Regions from separate parts of the Sus scrofa genome. Here all the other regions are linked to region 3. The links are chromatin contacts, called in public Hi-C and promoter capture Hi-C maps. All regions are on one chromosome and are shown on one strand. The core of a region is the stretch at or near the end of the contact, and the rest is flanking DNA. Distances in the headings are between cores, read along the strand shown. Region 1 holds the start of SYPL1 (synaptophysin-like protein 1). Region 2 holds the start of DNAJC2 (dnaJ homolog subfamily C member 2). Region 3 holds the start of LOC106504991.

What was found. Promoter capture Hi-C pulls out the DNA fragments that hold promoters and counts their contacts. A called contact is a pair of places that touch in the nucleus more often than the background predicts.
Region 1: a contact with region 3 is called in a Hi-C map of liver, with 3 times the contacts expected there. The contact joins the promoter of SYPL1 here to the promoter of LOC106504991 in region 3. A contact is called at or near these places in 1 of 5 promoter capture datasets (liver) and 2 of 47 Hi-C or Micro-C datasets (heart right ventricle and liver).
Region 2: a promoter capture Hi-C map of liver shows a contact between it and region 3, with 2.5 times the contacts expected there. The contact joins the promoter of DNAJC2 here to the promoter of LOC106504991 in region 3. A contact is called at or near these places in 1 of 5 promoter capture datasets (liver) and 1 of 2 datasets of contacts at active chromatin or transcription factors (alveolar macrophages).

The regions. Positions count from the first base shown.
Region 1 is chr9:105,983,731-105,986,430 of Sscrofa11.1, forward strand. SYPL1 (synaptophysin-like protein 1) reads right to left here and starts at 1,442. Exons shown (of 5, transcript XM_021063515.1): 1 at 1,259-1,442. The coding sequence starts at 1,327. It overlaps LOC106504993 (a long non-coding RNA gene), which reads left to right and starts at 1,530. Exons shown (of 2, transcript XR_002335905.1): 1 at 1,530-2,700.
Region 2 is chr9:103,361,341-103,364,040 of Sscrofa11.1, forward strand. DNAJC2 (dnaJ homolog subfamily C member 2) reads right to left here and starts at 1,259. Exons shown (of 17, transcript XM_005667716.3): 1 at 1,122-1,259. It overlaps PSMC2 (proteasome 26S subunit, ATPase 2), which reads left to right and starts at 1,344. Exons shown (of 12, transcript NM_001245008.1): 1 at 1,344-1,478. The coding sequence starts at 1,409.
Region 3 is chr9:104,911,389-104,914,088 of Sscrofa11.1, forward strand. LOC106504991 reads right to left here and starts at 1,417. Exons shown (of 3, transcript XM_013979822.2): 1 at 1,112-1,417; 2 at 183-806. The coding sequence starts at 1,417. All of the region lies in intron 1 of KMT2E (histone-lysine N-methyltransferase 2E), which reads left to right.

The DNA of each region.
Region 1 (2,700 bases), core at 192-2,691, 1.1 Mb after region 3:
GAACCCTAAATATATATGTGTGTGTGTCTTTAAAGTAAACATCTGTGAGAAATTAGCACAATTCGGTGTTCAGAAGACACCAAGTAAAAACTGGGGAGAAACATAGGAAACTTTGGGTAGGAAGGAGATCAGACTGAGTACCCAATTAGAAAAGTTGAGTTTCCGTGTTACTTTAAGAAACATCCTCGGCAGGTTATTTAAAACGGGGAATCAGAAGTTCTTACCCTTCACCAGTTTATCACTAAAATATGGGGTTGAAGAGTTACGGACGTAAATACGGCTAGCTGTAAAAGCAACTTGCCTGCACGCTGTACAGACGCCAGCTGCCTATTAATACAGGCCTAAAAACCAGCCCTGGAACACGGGCTAGGCCACGAAGTCTGAAGGTAATGTGCAGTGCCTGGTGCATTCACTAACTCCTCCGCAGTGACTGATCATTACCAAGGTCGAAGTAATAAATCTCCTTTGATGTTAATGATTGAGAGTGTTCCCTGACTGCAGGATGTTGCTGGGAAATACCCCAAATAAATTTGATGGCGATTCCTAACTTGTGTTTAAGTGGATCAGACTATCAAGAACACGTTTTGTTCAAAGACCCTCTCCCCTACTCCCCTACCCCCGTCCGCTTCCCTGACCCACAGTTTACTTTTATCCATATTTAACTTAGAGGCAATCTTAAAAGCAAATTAACTGAGAGCTCGTCAAATCACTTTGGGAAGGCGCACTAGCTTTCGAAGGAGCGTGGCCTCAAGTTAGCCCAGGGCAGCAACACACAGGCTGACCCTTTCCACCCGGGTACAGAGGCACCGCCGGCCGCAAAGCGACTTCGGTCCGTCGGGTTTCGGTTAGACCGCAACAGGAAGTTTTCTCTTCCCTTGCGGGAAGCAGTGAAGCCAAAGAGAAATTTGAAGCACCACTCCCCCGGGACACCGAGGTGAGCTTGGGTGTGGGAGGGCGGCTCCCCCCGGCCGGACGCAGCCGAGGCACCCGTGATTCGTCGCGACCGCATCGTCCCCGCCCCGCGCGGGCCCAGGCCGCGGCCACCGTCCCCTCCCCGTGCGTGCAGTCCCGACCCTTCCCGTCCCGTCCCGGGGACGACGGCAGCTTAGGGGTCCGCCCGGGCGGGGCGGCGTCTGGGATCCCGGGGCGCCGCCCCGCCCCCGCCACCTCCCAGCCGAGGGCGCTGGCCGGCTGTAGTGGCAGCAGGAGCGGGCGCGGAGGCGCGATTCCCCGCCTCGCCGGAGCGGGCTGCACTCACCAATTCGAGGACTTTGATGAAGCCGAGCGGCTCCTTGAGCGGGTTGAGGTTGAGCTGGAAGGAGGACATCCTCTGAGGGAAGGAGGGAAAGAGTCAGGACGGCGGACAGGAGGAGGAGGGGGACGGACGAGACCAGCAGCCAGGCCGCGAGGAAGGGCAGGCGGGGCGGGCTCCGGGAGGCGGGCCTGGGAGGCGGCCTGGGAGGCGGACCTGGGAGGCCGCGGGGCGGGGCGGCGGCGGTTGAGCCGCTGGCCGAAGCGCTGGGGCGGAGAGAAGGAGGGGCGGCCGCGGGAGGCGGGGGCGGGGCAGGGGCAGGGAAGGGGCGGTGCCTCCCTGGGCCTCACCTGGCCCAGCCGGCTGATCCTCTGGCGAACCAAGTAGATGTTGGACGCCATGCTGCTTGCGCCGCGCCCCCTTCCCTCAAGTCCTGCCCCCGGCGTTCGGGTTTCTGTCGCGCATGCGTGCCCCCACCCTGCGCCTGCGTAGCGGGGGCCGTTACCTCGCGCCCAGCCCAAGTTTCCGCTTCGTGGTCTCACCACCTCGCCGTACCAAGTTCTTTTCCTCCGGCTTACCGCCACAGTTCCCAACTTTTAGGTGGATTTAAAAAAATATTGACACAGATGAAGCCGCATTTCAAGGCTGGTGTTAGGGACCTGTTGTCAAACTGGTGGAAAGTTATTGCAGAACAACGGACTTTGAGCGACAGAAGTGTAGGGTATCTCTGTCAGAAGCGTCATTCACCAAATATTCTTATGGAAATTAACTTTGTCAAAGCCATCTTTGGAGTTAGGCTTGAGAGATGTAGGAGAAAGGTTATACCTACCAGAAAATGGCTTACCCACCTGTCCTACCCTGTCCATTAAGTTCTCCGCGTGGGAAGCTCTTGGAGTCTTTCTACGGAAGACTAATTCCTGCTTTCCCTTCAAGAGTCGCCTTGGGTGACACTTCCTGGCATCCAGTTATCCGAGCCCCGAAGTAATGATCTCCTTACTGCCTTCCCCCAAATCTAGGAAGATTGGAGAGCTGGAATGCTGGCGGCTTGGCGTGTATGGTAAGATGGCTAACACCATGTAGCAATACATGGAGAAGAAAGGAATTTCGCACAGTAGAATCTCCTACCAACGTCTGAGCAGTGATCTATGAATTAGCAGGTTCCTTGCGATTGAAGTCATTCCGCTCTTATTGACTGTCTTTCTAGGAAGCTAATCCTTTCTCATCTGAGACTGGTTTACCTACTTACTTGCTTCCCAGAGAGTGCAAAGAATGTATTTCAATTTTCTGGTCCACACTCTTACTCTTTTTATCCTGACTTCCACTTCTCAGTCCTCAGCACAGCCTTATTTATGTTCAGTGGGCACCTAGTGAATGATGGCAGATTCCTCTTTCTAAACAAAAAGGCATCAGAGATGCCCCTCAAGGCAGAATCAGTGGAAAGTAACATA
Region 2 (2,700 bases), core at 9-2,508, 1.6 Mb before region 3:
TACTATAGGTACCTCATATAAGTGAAATCACACACCAGTGATCTTTTTGTGACTTATTTACTCAGGATCATGTCTTAACAATTATAATATGTCAGAATTTCTTTCCTTTTTAGGGTTGGGAATAACAGTCCATTGTGTGCACATTTTATTTTTCCATTCATCTGTTGCCTGGGTTGCTTCCACATTTAGACTGTTGTGAATAATGTTGCTGTGAGCATGGAAGAACAAATACCTCTTTGAGACCCTGCTTTCAATTATTTTGTGTATATACCTAGAACTAGAAGTGCTGGTTCATTTGATAATTCTATTTTTAACTTTTTGAGGTATTGCAATACTGTATTCCATAGTGGTTACGCCTTTTTATATTCCCACCAGCAGTACACAAGGTTTCCATTTTCTCCACATCCTCCCAACACTTTTTTCTTCGGGTAGTCGCCACTCTAATGGGTAAAAAGTGGTATCTCACGGTTTTGATTTGCAACCCCCCAGGGTCTAGTGATGTTGAGCATCTTTTCATGTGCTTATTAAGCACTTGTATAACTTCTTTGAAGAGATGTCCATTCAAGTACACTGTTTGTTGAAAAAAGACCAATTGTTTGTTTTCTTGTTATTGAGTTTTACTTATTTATGTATTCTGGATATTAACCTATTGCCAGATATATGAGTTATAAATATTTTCTCCCATCCTGTGGGTTGCATTTTTACTCTACGGACTGTGTACAGAAGGGTCAGGCTTTTCATTATTATTACTGTTTTCATTTCTAAATTCTACAATTGTTTCCTAACTGCTCTCTTCCATTCCTCATCTTCCAAATTAATTTCTTTCAAAACCTGCTCTTTACCCTGACCATCGTTATCACTGTATGGCAGCAGGCTCAAAAATTGAAACCACCTACTTTCTCATCCCTTGTTAACATCAAATTAATGAACAACTCCTATTTACCTTCACTCTATTTGTAAATCTAGCCCGTACTCATCGCGTAACTAATTATGCTACGTACTTCACACTGTTATTTTATGCACCCACAATGCTGTGAGTTCACGGGGAAATTAACACCAAAATTCAAGAAATTACCCAAGAGTACAGAGTAAATGATTAAAGCAGGATTTAAACTCAGCACCTGAGCCTGAGTTGGTCTTGAAATCTGTTGCTCGGGGAACTGCCCATGGTGCGGGACCAGGTTAGACCTTAGACCAACGCTTCCTTCCAACAGGAAATCCCACGTACTGTCATTAACTGCGATCTGAAGCCAGCGCGGGTCCAGAGCGCTCTTCCGCCTGGCGCGGCTGTAAAAGGGCCCGCAGATCCAGCTTTACTTCCGGTGGGGAAGGGAGAGGGAGGGCACCACCGGAAACGAGGAAGGTGCTGTGTAATCACACGGGTCCCGAGGCACTTGGAGCTCCTAAAATGCCGGACTACCTCGGTGCCGATCAGCGGAAAACCAAAGAAGATGAGAAGGACGATAAGCCCATCCGAGGTCAGTTTACGCCGGCTGGAGCTCCGGGCCGGGGCGGGACCAGTCTTGGTCCCCGGGGTGAGGGGTGGGGTGTGGGGGCTGGATTCCTGCTCCGGGCTTGGCGCTCCGTCGCTTTTGTGGGGCTAGTGATCTAGTTTGGGGGCGGCGGCCGGGTTGACCTCCCTGTTTTCTCCGTTCCCCTCTTCCAGCTCTAAGTTCCATACTCATCTCCAGCTGGTCGAAGTTCTTATATTTAGCTCTCAGGCTTTAAGTCATGTACCCCTCTTGGCCTTGCAGGCCTCGAAATGTTCTCCTGGCGGCGCTTGGTCAACCCCGCTGGATCCTCTTTACTGTCTTACCTCCCCCTCAGGTGACAGTTTGCTGCTATCACTGTGTTGCCAGGATCCTGAGACATTGTTTTCTTTTTTAAAAAACATTTCTTTGACATGAATTCACATGGTTCAAAACCCTAAGGACAGGAAAGGACAGATTGAAAAGTGTCTCATCCTTGACCCTAGCTACCTCTTACACACGAAGGCAACTGATGTTGCCATTTTGCTTTATTTTTCTAGACATTGGCTATGTATATACAAGCAAGTTTGCCTATATATTCCTTTTATATTTTTCTACATAAGTGTTACATGATTTACCTGTGCCTTTTAAGACCGTCTTAGTATGCTTTAGGGATAAGTTCATATCATTTAGAGTCCGTGTTGTCTGTATGGTATTCCCAGTTATTAGGTGTTCAGCAGCGCTGATGGACGTTTCGTTTGCTTCCAAACTATTGGCCAGTATAGAGCAATGAGTAACCTTGTTCATATAACCTTGACCACACGCACAAACACAAGCTGTAGGGTAAATTTTAGAAATGAAGTGGTAATCTTTACAGGTAGTCCTGGATTACTCTCCTTAGAGACTATGCACTTGACCCTTGACCCGCAGCACTTCTGTACTTGATTTCTTCACAGTAGCCCTTCTTATAGAATCCTCTTTATGCCATTTTCTTTTGTCCCTTATAGGCTCTTTTTAAATGTTTTTATGGTGGTTTTTGGTTGTCTTGTCTCTCACTCTTTCCTCCCTAAATACTTTCAACCTCTTCTAGCACCCTTTCTTAGTTTCCACCCACCCATCAGAGAGAGCACTTCCTCTCCTTTCATCTTACTCTTTCCCACTGAGAGAGGTACTCATTCACCTAGTGAAAAACAGAGATTTAACATTTCATCTGTGTATTTCTCTGGGTGAG
Region 3 (2,700 bases), core at 167-2,666:
AGAGAGCGCATCCTTTTGGGAGGACGAAGGGAGAGGGAAGGGTCTTTCCCAAGGCCTAGGATCAGTATCCTTCCACCCAGTAGTGGCGCGCGCGCGCGAGCTCACCGATATCCAGACTTGAGGGCTACTCAGGGAAAAGGGATAAAGAACCAATCCCACCAAATTCCGAAACTTCCCCAAACCTTCAGTGAATTGTTGAATGCATCTGTTGTGAAACAGACGGAGACTCTGTCCACCTCTCTGCCTCCAGTTGGCCGTCTTCGAGCCTCCCTGGAGAGGCAACGGCGGGCAGCAGCCCACAAGCAAAATGGCGGCAGGCAGCTTCGTCCCCTCCCCCTCTGCCCCTGCGGAGCGGGGCGGGCGGGCCCCGTGCACTTGCCGCCGCCGCGGCCGCCGCCGCCGCCGCCGCCGCGGCCGCCGCCGCCGTCGCCGCCATTTTCCCAGAGCGAGCGGCAGTGACACTGAGCGGGCGCAGGGGGCCGAGTCGGAGACCGTGCCGGAGTCGGGAGCGGCAACAGAGGGGGCATAGACACTCTGAGCAGCCTCGCCGTCGCCTCTGCGTTCCTGCTGACTGCTTCGGTGCCCCCTCCCCTACTCCTCGGTTGCTGGTGAAGAGGCTTCGCGCTGCTGTTTGGGGAGGGGTGTGTGGAGCCGGGTCCTGTGTCCGCAGTGGCTGCTATCGGGGGGTCGCCTGACCGCGGAGGTGTGGAGAGACTCCTTGGGGGTCGAGCACATAACGGGGTTCGGGTGTCTGGTGTGTGAACATCGCAGGTCAGTGCCTGTCGTCTCCTTGGGAGTTCATGGGGCTTGCGGGATGGAGAGACGTGTGTTTCCAGGGGGAGGGGGCTTTCTCATCTTTATCCTTCCGGGGGGGCGGGGGGGAATCGACGTTGGCTCTCAGGTGTCTTGGCGGGGGCAAGACGTTGCTCGTTTGAATCGAATTTATTCTTTTTCCTCCCTGTCCCTAGAAAGGGAGCATTATGGCGGGTTTTAGGGTTGGGGAAGGGGGAAACTGGCAGTTAAACCCCCTAGAGAGTGGGAGTTAGGGAGGGGGCGCACTCCTCGCCGGCAGCGGGTTAGGGCCGCTTGGGTGAGGAGGGAGGCTTCTGACTGTTAGTGGGGTTTGTGCTCGAAGAGGTCCCAGGAGCTGCCAGCTCTCCCTTTCCTCTGCCGCATCTTGTTCAGGTGCTGGGAACCCGTATAGGCCCCATTTTCTTCTGCTACTTCCATTCTTGCCGGGCAGTCTGTGGCTTAATTTTCTCATAAATGCAAAGGGGGTGGAAAGAACGCCCTGGGTCTCTCCCTTTGTGGGAGAACGAGACCGCTCCTCATCTTCCCCGGGAGAGGGTAAACCCGCCCCTGAGGTGGTCACCCCAGTACCCAGCCTTCTCAGTCTCCTCCCCCACTCCTCTTGCATTATCGCCGTCCTTTACTGTACCGGAGGCTTAGAAGCCACAATATGGCACATTTCAGGAAAGCTGATTTTGACCAAGGGATTGGCACAAACACTGTGGCAGCAGGCACAGAAGAGAAACAAACGGTTCACTGTGCTAAACGGGGGAGGGGGAGAGAGAAAACAATCCGGAGGGCTCTCTTCCACCGGCCTCCGTTCGGTAGAGATCCGTTCTTGCCAGACTCTGTCTCAAGAACGATACAGTTTAAAGTCGAAGGGAAATCGCTGGAGTTAGCTTTAGAGTAAACCCCGTTTTGCCCATTTCCCCCCCTTTTTAGAGATGTGAATAGCGTAAGGTATTTGGAGTTCTGGAGACCTTGGAGAGAATTAAGTGAGGTGCATTCAACTCTGGACTGGAGACATCAGTACCTAATTGGCAGACAGTCCGTTTTTTCCTTGAATCTCAGAGATGGGCAGTAAAAAGTGAAATTTCCCTCTTTTGTCCTTTACAGATTCTAAAAATGGCGGCCCCAGGCTGATGTTGTGGTAATCTAATCAGCTCGGGTCCTCCACACCCCATGCAGTGCGTTTGTCTGCAGCATATTACAGGCTTATTATGTTTACATGAAAAGACTGGTTTTTGTTTTTTTTTTTCTTCCCCAATCCGTTTACACAAGTGTGTTGATTTTACTGCAAATTACAATGCTGTGTTTTAGTTGATTAATTTTATGGGTTTTTCCTGAGAGGCAAATGAAATGACACCACTTTTGAAAAAAATAAAAACACTCAGGTAGCCTTAGAAATTTCAGTAATGAGGCTGGGTGTTCTTGAATATTTTTAAAAAAATTATTTGGGGACAAAAAACAGTTTCTGTTTGGTTTAGCCCAAGCGTCTATTATTCAGTAACAAAGTAAATTAAAATATTTAGCAAGTGTAAAGTATTACACTATTTTGTATGATTAAACGTTTTAATCTGGAGTGGAACGTTTCCCATCCAACTCTTGACCAGTTTTTTGAATTTTGGTTTTTGTACTCTTTGAGTTTAATTTTTAGGGAGCTGTACAAACAAGCCTAAACCTGTTACTTCACTGGGTGTGGAGATACTTGTTCTCACTATTATATTTTGCATCCATTTTTCCCATATATTAAAGCATTCCTTAGGAATTCCTTAGATTAATTAATTGTGAATTTGATAAAGTGGAGTTCCATGCTTTGTTGCCCTTTGAAATTGTCTTCTAGCATGCTGTCAGAATTCTGTAAGTAAAAAAGTGAGGCTGTAGTTCTTAATTTTTTTTCCTTCCCAAACA